Regions from separate parts of the Mus musculus genome. Here region 1 is linked to region 2. The links are chromatin contacts, called in public promoter capture Hi-C maps. All regions are on one chromosome and are shown on one strand. Each heading gives the region's core, a stretch centred on a gene start, on an enhancer-like site or on the middle of the called end of the contact. The rest is flanking DNA. Distances are from core to core; before and after follow the strand shown.

What was found. Capture Hi-C pulls out chosen DNA fragments and counts their contacts.
Region 1: a promoter capture Hi-C map of adipose tissue shows a contact between it and region 2. The contact joins two enhancer-like sites. A contact is called at or near these places in 1 of 115 datasets of contacts at active chromatin or transcription factors (microglia) and 1 of 9 other capture datasets (adipose tissue).

Annotation. Positions count from the first base shown.
Region 1 is chr3:103,871,435-103,876,995 of GRCm38.p6, reverse strand. Ptpn22 (protein tyrosine phosphatase, non-receptor type 22 (lymphoid)) reads right to left here. Exons shown (of 21, transcript NM_008979.2): 2 at 3,243-3,351; 3 at 2,939-3,015; 4 at 2,721-2,816; 5 at 2,293-2,331; 6 at 1,192-1,263; 7 at 1,031-1,090; 8 at 259-401. Among named protein-coding and RNA genes, the nearest start is that of Ptpn22, 14 kb to the right of the region's middle. Within about 2 kb of position 4,130, at least 75 of the 459 cell types and tissues checked have an H3K27ac peak or open chromatin away from gene starts, as enhancers often do. A contact at or near this core is called in adipose tissue, where this site is marked.
Region 2 is chr3:103,714,817-103,719,736 of GRCm38.p6, reverse strand. No RefSeq gene overlaps it. Among named protein-coding and RNA genes, the nearest start is that of Olfml3, 21 kb to the left of the region's middle. Within about 2 kb of position 2,481, at least 94 of the 459 cell types and tissues checked have an H3K27ac peak or open chromatin away from gene starts, as enhancers often do. A contact at or near this core is called in adipose tissue, where this site is marked.

The DNA.
Region 1 (5,561 bases), core at 2,881-5,380, 160 kb before region 2:
GAAACGATCTCCCCAAAGTTTGTCTGTGTCTCCACATGTAAGTTGTGACTCATACACATGGGTGCACATATGTGCATATAAACACACAATAATAATGAAAGATATTAGTTTAATGTACCAGTTGGATTTATAATAGATTGTTCCAACTACCGACTTTCTCTCTGAATTACATCCTAGCCAGACCCTCATTTGTTTCTGTTGTTGTGGCTGTTGTTGTTGTTCTTGTTCCCTGTAGAAGGTTCAGCCACAGCATCTTACCTGCAGTGAATGCATATAGGAACACAGTCATCTTCTTGGTAACAACGCATATCCCAGATGAGCTGAAGAATAGGGTCTATAGATGAAGGCACATCATGGTCTGGCCAATTCTTATAATGAAACTGGTAAATAATTCGAGTTTCCTATTAAAAAAAAAACAGAATAAGAGAAGAATTTGAGGATCCCACCTCATTCTCCCAAAAAATTAATCTGATTAAGTACTACCTCTGGCCTTTTTTTAAAAAAAAAAATCTCCTTTCTTCTACATAGCTCTCAAGCCTTATGAAACATGAGGATGTTTTCCATTGTCTTATCCCTAACAACCCCACCCACACAAAAAGAAAATAGTCCAAACCAAATCTTCCTCAAATTAGAGTGTCCCAAATAGGTCACAGACATGTTGATATATTGACTCCCCTTGCCTTTTAGCAAGGCAGGGTAGAGTCTAAGGCATCAAGTTGGACCCTAGTGCCTAACCACTGTTCATATAACCTCTATTCATATTACCAATATCAATTTTTATGTGTGCCACAGTGTGAAACAAATTAGGGGCAGAGTCTCTTATGAATATAAAGACTTACCCAAGACATCAAAGGCCCTGAGTCCACCCATGGCTCCATGCACCTGAGTCTGTCTCTCTGTCTCTCTCCCTCTCTCTCTCTCTCTCAGACACACACACACACACACACACACACACACACAAACACACACACATGTTACCTGTCTCATCTCGTCTCATCTCTTCACTTTATTCTTTCTGCTTTATACTTACATTATTGAACTTGGCCTTCAGAGTCCTGATTTTATAATCAGATTTCTTTTTCTCAGCTTCCTAACAAGAAGATTAAATTATTAGTAATTTCAAAGGCATGCTTTCTAAAAAGTAGATTCTGGAGGCCTTACTTAGCCATGATAGAAACACATCATACTCACACAGGATATAGAAAAGGGGCCAAATTGCAGCTGCGTTTCTCCTGGTTCGGCCCAATAACGCTCACATTTTTTCTGTCACATAAAAGAGAAGGTAATGGTTTCCCTCCACATAGTCTAATCCCTCCTACAAAATGAAACCCACTCCCTCATTCAGAAGCAGCTCTGTGTTCTTCATCTTAGGTTAGGCACAGCACACCTAACCCCCTTGGACTTCAGCTCCAGCAGCATGATAGGGAGTCTCCAAAGGATAAAAGACAGAAATTAAAGGATGTCTAAATTACAGACTTCCTAGAACCTGAAAAAGTAGACATAGCCATTGTTGACCTAATTTCAGCATCTAAGAAAGAAAGAAAGAAAGAAAGAGAAAGAGAGAAAGAAAGAAAGCTGAAATTGTTGACTAAAACATCTGCACCAGGTTAAGTGTCAGATTCCCAATTGTGATTAGAATTCCCAACTCAGAATAGCAGCAGTAGACAGCAATGCAGTCACATGTTTAGGTTTAAATTTTCTAGCAGCACATTTTTAAATGAATTTAGCCCAAAATACCAAAATATTTAACATGTAATCCAGGGTACAATAATAGTGCATATTTGCTTGCCCTGTTGTTTTGATAAAAATTAAAATCCTATGTATATTTTATACATAGCACACACCTTAAGTAGAATACTAAATTTTCACTGGAAATGTTTTTTTATAGTAAACCATGTTTATATTTGAAAAACTTTCATATGCCCCAAAATAAAATTTTCAATAGCTGAAGTGAAGGTTCATTTTTAGTTTTAAATGGATTAAAATAAAAGTATCGACTCCTTCTACCATGCAATCCATGGCAGGACTTGATGACTGCGTGTGGAAGCGCAGCCCAAGGAGAGTCTCTGGGGGGCATTTAAAGCATCTGAGTATTGGAAAGGGAACGGTATTCTTGTCTCCCTTCCTTTCTTTAACTGTAGAGCACAGGAGATATGAGGGGAAATGGGTACAAGGGATTCTCAGAGGGGAAACCGCTTGTGGATCGTGTGGTATGGAATGGTTTCTCTCAGATACACATAAGCAAAGTTCTGTCTTTATCTTTAGGTCGACCAGTACTAGACAGCAACTCACCTTTCCCATTTCAAACTCCATACATGCCATGACAATGACCTAGAGGCAGGAAACAAAAATGTAAACGTGTTCAAAGCTAGAGAGGACAGTCCTGCATGAGTCCCAGAGCCAGAAAGTAGTAAGCAGTGTTTCTCTGTTGGCTTTGCCTTTTAACCCATAAAGAAACCCCAAGGACTATGAACCGCTCTTACTCTTCCTCCTTTTGTTTCCGCTTCCCTTTCTCTATCAGCTCAATTCTTGCAACCGAGCTGCCAGCTTGCGTTCATGTGAACAAGAGCTCATTGTAAAACTGATAAAAGATACCTGCTCTCTGAAATTTCATCAAGCCCCAAAGAAAAGAGCGGCTTTTAACAGCTGGGAAGCCTGCTCAGTTTCTCCCTGGCATCCCGCCTTCTCTACTGAAGTACCTGAAGCAATTATGCACTCACCAAGATGCGGTACTCCCAAATCATCCTCCAGAAGTCCAGGAGAGTTGTAGATAAAGGACCCTGGGTAGCAATATAAGCCTTGGGTCCATAGACACCCTAAAGGAGAACAGAATTCACCTGAGGTGAGTGCAGACAGCACCCTCTTCCCCTAGTCTTCTCCCCATCCCCTATTTCAGGTGCTCAGAAAAATATGGGATGCTTTTATTTCCTCAATCTACCTTAATAAAGCTGGCATTGATATAACTGGAATCCTCATCGGAAGTTAACAGAGACAGCTCTACCAGGCTGTGATCATCTGGAACACGAGAGAAAGAGACAGTGTAACTGAAAAATCTTACATAGAGGGCTAAGTCTACGTGAACAAGTAATCGAATGAATGAACGTTCTTTTACAGTCATAAATAATATAATTAATTTGCCAGTGAAGCATTCTAAGATTAAGAACAAGCGCTGGGTTAAAAACTGAAGGCAGAGAGTTAAAATTGGAAGGAAAGACAAGTTTACAGGAAGAAACTGAACTTACAGGGCAAAATATCCTTGTATCTGTTTTTCTTGATATTCTTGGGCCTCTGAGCCACAGTTGTAGGATAGATTTTGTCGGCCTTGTACTTGGTGGATTGCCTTTTCAGCTTCTGTAATACAATTTCAAGAAGAATTTCCCCAAAGAAACAGGTAAGGGATTTAGAAAAACAGCTCACTTGAAAGAATGAGCACCTGCGTTGGATTCCCAGAACCCACATAAAAGCCACGTGTGGGCTAGGAATGGTGGCACATGCATTTGGCAGGCACAGGCAGACAGATCTTTGCAAGACTGAGCCAGTCTGGTTTACATAGTGAGTTCTGTGCCAGGCAGAGAAACACAGAGAGACCCTCAAAGATATAGATAGATAGGTAGATAGATAGATAGATAGATAGATAGGTAGATAGGTAGATAGATAGATAGATAGATAGATAGATAGATAGATAGATAGATAGATAGATAGATAGATAGATAGATAGATAATAAAAAAGCCAGGTGTAGTGGCTTAAACTTGCAATGCTGGTAGCAGAGAGCTAGAGGCAGGTGGATTCCTGGGGCTAATAGGCCAGCCAGCTTAGTCTAATTGGCAAGCCCCAGATCACAAAACAAGTCAGGTTACTCTTGAGAACAGACATCTGAGGTTGCCCTATGGCCTCCATAAATGTGCATACACAACCAAATGCACATGTGCATCACATACAGGAAGAGCCTCATGTGCATCACATACAGGGAGAGGCACATGTGCACCACATACAGGGAGAGGCACATGTGCATCACATACAGGGAGAGGCACATGTGCACCACATAGAGGGAGATGCACACGTGCATCACATACAGGAAGAGCCTCATGTGCATCACATACAGGGAGAGTTACACATGCACATATGGAAGGACCTAAGAAGCCATCCGTTTTTCACACATTCCACCTCAACCCTTGTAGCATCCTCTGGGGCTCAGTTCTTCCAGGACAGGAAATAATGATGACACAGTTCAGTGACTTTGGAGAAGTGAAGCTCACGCTGCAGCTGAGTCACAGTGAAAAACCTACATCTGAAACTGCTAAATATTCAAGAAACCAAATAATGTCTAAAAGTGAGCTATGTGCTCCACCCAAGGAATAGACACCAGAGTATGACTTACTTTATAGTGTCGACTCAATGTCAACAGGAAAACTATTAAATTCCATTCATCTTTTTTTACTTCAGATCATTTTTTTCCAAGTAGAAATGGAGCTTAAGTTAGACTTTTTTTTTATGACTGTCAAAATTTTAAGAGATTTCCGTTCCAAAGCATTTTTTATGTGACTCAAACCTTAAGCCTACCCTTCCAGCAAGTTATAATCTAAACAGAATCATATTCGCTAGGTAGAATATGATCTGAGACAGGCAGGGACTATCTTAATGTTATTGGACAAGAATCCTTAATTATTCCTTAAAATTATTCCCATTGATAGACCTAAATGTGAGGTCAGAAATGATATGGTAATTTCTCTTTGGCTACTTGTCTGGAATTAATGTAGTCCAAAATTTCATCTCCTTTGTAATTAAAAGAAGAAAAACAAATATGTGTACTAGGTCTGAAATTTGTGAGACCTAACTAGTACCTCGGACAATGAGTGAAAATGTTTACTGCATTAAGATGATCTGCATTATGTCCCCACTATTTAATGAAGAATAATCCCACGAGGAGTGCCAGCTGCCTTCTTGGGCTAGATCCCTCACATCATGAGCTCTTCATACTTTTTAACTTCTGCTCTGAAATCTCTTCTTCCCTTGGCCCCTATTCTTGCACATGTCATTGCTTCTACATTTCTTTGACTCATTATGCTGGCTGGTGTTTGTTTGTTTGGTTGTTTGGTTGTTTGTTTTTGTTTCTGTTTTATTGAGACAGGGTTTCTCTGTGTAGCCCTGGCTGTCCTGGAACTTACTTTGTAGACCAGGCTGGCCTCGAACTCAGAAATCCACCTGCCTCTGCCTCCCAAGTGCTGGGATTAAAGGCGTGCACCACCACCACCTGGCACGCTGGCTGATTTTATGTCAACTTGACACACAAGCAGCGTCAACTGAAAGGAGGGAGCCTTGATTGAGGAAAAATGCCTCCTTAAGATCCAGCTGTAGGGCATTTTATTAATTAGTGATTGATTGGAGAGAGCCCAGCCGATGGTGGATGGTGCCATCCCTGGGCTGGCTGTCCTGGGTTCTATAAGAAAGCAGGCTGAGCAAAACAGGGAGCAAGCCAGTAAGCAGCATGCCTCCATGGCCTCTGCATCAGCTCCTGCCTCCAGGTTCTGGCCCTGTTTGAGTTCCTGCCTTGACTTCCTTC
Region 2 (4,920 bases), core at 1,232-3,731:
CAGGGCCACTGGAGGCTCCATCTGTGCTTGGCCTCAGGTGAATCTTTCTGGAGAAGCTGAGGAGGAAGTTCAGTGTCTGCATTTCTGCCCAACCTTAATGCGTTTCTCACCAGCCCTGGCTGGGTTTGAAGCCGATTTGTTTGCATTTTTGTGGCATGCAGCACCTCGCCTGGCTGCAGAGGGAGAGATTTGCTTTGTATATAATTTAATCTAGAGGTGAGGTAATGAGTTTTCTCCCCTCAGCCGAGGGGCCTCCTCCAGCCTTGCTGAGCCGGGTTAGGAGCAGAGGAGCTGCCCTGTGGACCTCGTTAGATGGCTCTCCTGCTCACATGATCACAATGGAGAGATGATTTACAGTAACTCTTGATATTAAAAACCTCTGAATGAGACAAGTACCATGAATAACGCTCTGTGGTGAATTTGTTAATGAATTTCTGTGCTAAAAAATGAGTGGGGGTGGGGACTAGACTTGGGGGAAACAAAAGACTGTTGGACCAGAGAAAGACCATGGACCTCAACAAATCAAGTCTCTTAAAGACTCTGGAGAGAAAAATAATTAAACCACTTTTTTTTTAAAAGCTACATCCTGTTCTCAGCTAAGGACAGTCATTAATTTCAAGGTAGAAAGTGGCTTGACATCCTTTTAGTATTCTTAAAATAAATAAACAACTGCCTTTGAAAAAATAGGTTGTGATCCAGGGCGCAAGTAATCTCACTGGCTCTGATCTGTATGTATATGATAAAGTGTGGCCCTTCTGGAGGCTGATTGTAGTATGGTTGGACTTGCGCAGAATGCAGATGTGTGCAGAGGGGCGGGTAAGGAGGCACCTGTCAGCATCTCTTGGTGCTAAGTCTAACCCCTTACCTTCTGGGCCAGGGGGTCCTGCATCTGGCCAGTGGCCAAGGGTGGCTTTCTGGGCATGTGAGCCATGCATTTGCATGCTCCAGGTTTCCTCTCTTGGAAGTCTTACTCATTGAAAATGGGAGCCCGTCTTCTCACTAACAGCTGGCCCGGCAAGGGACTCGTGTGTCAACAGTTTCACCCTGTGTTCACTTGGTGTCTGCCAGATCTAGTCTCTATTCAGGAGGCCATGGAATGAAAAGTTTGCTCTAAAAGTGTGTGTGTGTGTGTGTGTGTGTGTGTGTGTGTGTGTGTGTGTGAAATTGTCTGTCTTCCTAAAGATAGACAAGTTATTGCTTAAAAAAAAAAAAAACCCAGCCTACCTAATTAAAAATATAATACACACTAACTGTGAGGAATGTGAAAGAAGAAAAAAAAAAAATCACCCTCCCCTATGCAACCATAGGCCTTCCTGGTCATTTTATATTTATTTTTGTTTTATTTACATATATACCATTGGAAATATTCAGAAACAATATCTTGGAAGATGTTTTTAGATTTCTCTGTACTGTAGGAGAAAATTTCCCACATGGGTAATTTTTCTTCATGAGAGTTTTATGGCTGCATAAGACTCTCCTCTTACCCAGCAGCCCAGCCTGACTGTGGGCCATTTATGTTTATCGCAAACAGCACTCGGTATTAGTTACTTTTCTCAGAGTTGTGACCAAGTAGCCAGCCAGTGCAGCCTAGAGAAGGAAGGGTTTATCTTGGGTCGCATCCCAGAAGGGGAAGACATGATGGAGGGGTGGGGAGGAAGGGGAAGAGGGGGGACGTGGTGTCTGTAATCAGGAAAAAGACTTGAATGCCGGGCTCAGTTCACATGCTCCAGTTCATTGGTTCTGGGTTCCCAGCCAACAGAAAGGTGGTGCCCTCCTTTAACATGGACCCTCCTTTTCTCAAACCTCTCTGGAGACCTCTCCCGGACACACTCAAAGGTTTCTAGGTGATGGTGATTTCGTCAAGTTGTCAATGAGGACTGAGCATCACACACTGAAGAGAACACACGCATTCCAACACAACCCATCAGACTACCTTCTCAGGCTAGCTTCCTGGAAGTCTAGTTGAGCAAGGCCTCTGGCATATATTGTCTAGCTGCCCCCTGGAAACTTTCCGTTCACAGGAGGAAGGCAGCTGTGGTTCTCTGAGCTCTGCCTATCACCAACACTGCAGCAACTCTCCCTTTCAAAACTGATGGACTGTGCTGCGTCGTGGTGATTTAGAACACAACTAATTCCTCCACTAACCTCACAGTTTTCTGGGGGTGCTTTGGGCCTGGCCCGCCTCCAGTAGCGCTGTGAACCCGCAGTCTACAGATGAGCTCCCTAGAGCAGCTGCATTCCATTGCTGAGGGGAGAGCGACTCTGTGCCCTGCAGAGTCACCACCGGGTACATTCTAGAATGCTGGGCTTGGTTCACATCATTTCATTTTCTTCCTCTTCTTCTTTCTCGTGGTCTCCTGGGGTGAGAGAAATAGCATTCACGTTCTATAGCTTCTGTCAGCTGCATCTCCAGTGGAGAAAGAGCTTCAGGGAGGCGTCCTGAGGCAAGGCTGCTGCTGTCTCTCAGATTACTCCCACATGGCACTGGTCCCTGTTCATGTTTGCAGAATGAGTCTGCTCATTGCCCCATCATCATTTAGACTTGTTCTTAGGTTGTGGGGAAAGAGAATGGTGGGCAGCTAAGTTGTTTACTACAGAGACCTCTCTCTCCCCCTCTCCGTGTGTGTGTGTGTGTGTGTGTGTGTGTGTGTGTGTGTGTGTGTAGCTGCCGCATGCTACTTGTAGGGAGGGAGCTGCCCTAGGGATCTCTTTGAACCCAACAATGGAAATATCTGGATGGTTTGTTCTGGGTCTGTGTCCAGGGTGACTCCCAGAAGCTGGCTCCTGCTAGAGAAGAGGCGGCATGTGGTGAGAGGTTGGGCTGAGGCCTGGCATTACAGACAGACTATGTGCAAACCCCAAAGGAGCCTCGGGTTGCACAGAACTTCTTTTGCTACTGTGGTCCTGGGGCAGTGGTAGTGGGGGGATATAGACTCTCTTCCTGTTTAGCTGCTAGGTCTTCTCTGCTATGGCAGCCACCCCCCCCCTTTTTTTTTCTTTTTCTTTTTTTTCTTTCTTTCTTTTTTTTTTTTTTGCTGTGGTGATTTCTCCATCTGCTAAAGATGGAAGATTTCAGAGCTGGATTGTTTTCCCTGGACCAAATTTCTCTCTCTCTGCCCAGGAGGCCTCCCCTTGCCGCAGCCTGTTCCTCTCCATTGTGTGCAAAGCGCTGCTGGTTTCTGGGCTAGGGTGAAGCATGCATACAGCTGTGGGTTGGCTCCATTCCAGGCGAAGTCACCAGAGACAAAGCAGTGGCCTATGGCTCCTGCGGCCACCACGGAGGAACAAAAGGTTGAGGTCTCTGCCACCCACGAAGCCACATTAAGACTGCCTTCTGCAGGGACACTCAAGGCCAGTGAGGGCAAGAGCCTTCTGCCCCCATTCATCTTCCAGCTCGGTAAATGCAAGCTTCTGAGACTGGGGCCAGACAACACGTCTCAGGTTCTGCAAGTTCTCCAGAACTGCTTCAGTTTTTGACTTTGTGTGTGTGTGTGTGTGTGTGTGTGTGTGTGTGTGTGTGTGTGATATGCTGTGCAAAAATTCTTATACCATTTGTGCTGTGAAACTTACTGCTAGCCAAGGTTTCTGTATATGCATCCTTGGGGAACCTATGAAAAACTCCCTCTTTAAAAGGGCTGAATTTTACACAAGTGTGAGGAATATTCCACAGCGTTTCTAATGAGAACAACTCCCTTCACAGAGCTTTTCATCAGCAGCAAATGCTGTGCGGTGGCTCACTTCACTTCAATGGCACCAGAAGCTGGGCATCGCCATTGCCAGGACCATTTGGCAAAGTAGGGAAGAGAAGCTTAGAGGCCAAATGACTAACCAATGCCATGTGGGACAGTTATCCATGAGCAAAATGCCAATCTGAACCCAAAGCCTATGCATGCCCTTAGATTTATAAGAATTTCCCTTGAGAGGCTAGGCAGTGAAGAGACAAGAATTGAATGTGGTTATATAAATGAATGTCAATATATATCTATACAGGTATTGATATAGACATATAGACACATGTGTATATATTAGGCTATAGACCAGGAAGGGACTTCGCCTGCTCACACAGAATCAGCAAAGCCTGCCCGGAGGCTGTGAGTGGGGAGCACGCTTGTAACCACAGCACTGAGGACCTGAAGCGAGGGATCAGGAGCTCCAGGCCAGGCCAGGCTGTGTAACAAGACCCTGCTTCAGAAAAGACTAGACTGTGACAGTGGCCAGGGGAATGCATAAGCACAGGGGTGAGACCATCTTTAATGGTTTGGGTTTGCAGAGGTAAGAAAGAATTCCCTCCTAACGTGATATTTCATTGAGTTTCTAGTATGTTCTTGTATTGAGTGCTAGAGATACCAAGCAAAGGGTCTTATATTTCAAGAGCTCTTCCGGAGCAGGCTCACTAACCCATGAGACAAGCATAGAATGGGTGACCCTGCCTGAGGAGGCTCCTCTCCACCTGCGGCTGCAATGGCTGAAGAGCCAAACAAAAGGACAAGGTGTGCCCCGTTCAGACGAAGCAAGCGGACTGAGAAAGCTGTGGGCTCCTTAGCCCACCCGGAAGTGAGGGCTGGTTTCACTTTCTCAGGGCAGGGAGTGTTGCTTCATCATATGTCTATAAGAAAAAACTGAGCGGCAGGTCTAAACTCACGTCACAGACTTTTAAAGTTCTCCCTGAGAAATCTGTGCAACTTCTGGAATCCCATAGAAGGTGTTAAGAACAGGCGTTGTAGTTTTTAAAAGCTGAGTCTGGCATCTGGTGGTGGGTCAGAGGGCCCAGGGAGCTGGAGAATGGTTACTGCATGGACAGGGATGAGAATGGGAGGGCTCAGCTAAGAGTCTCCTGGCTTGAGCCAGGTCACACCGCTTAGGATGTGGAAAGCAGTGTGATTCCTGAACCCAGGAGAAATCGCACAATTATATATCAGT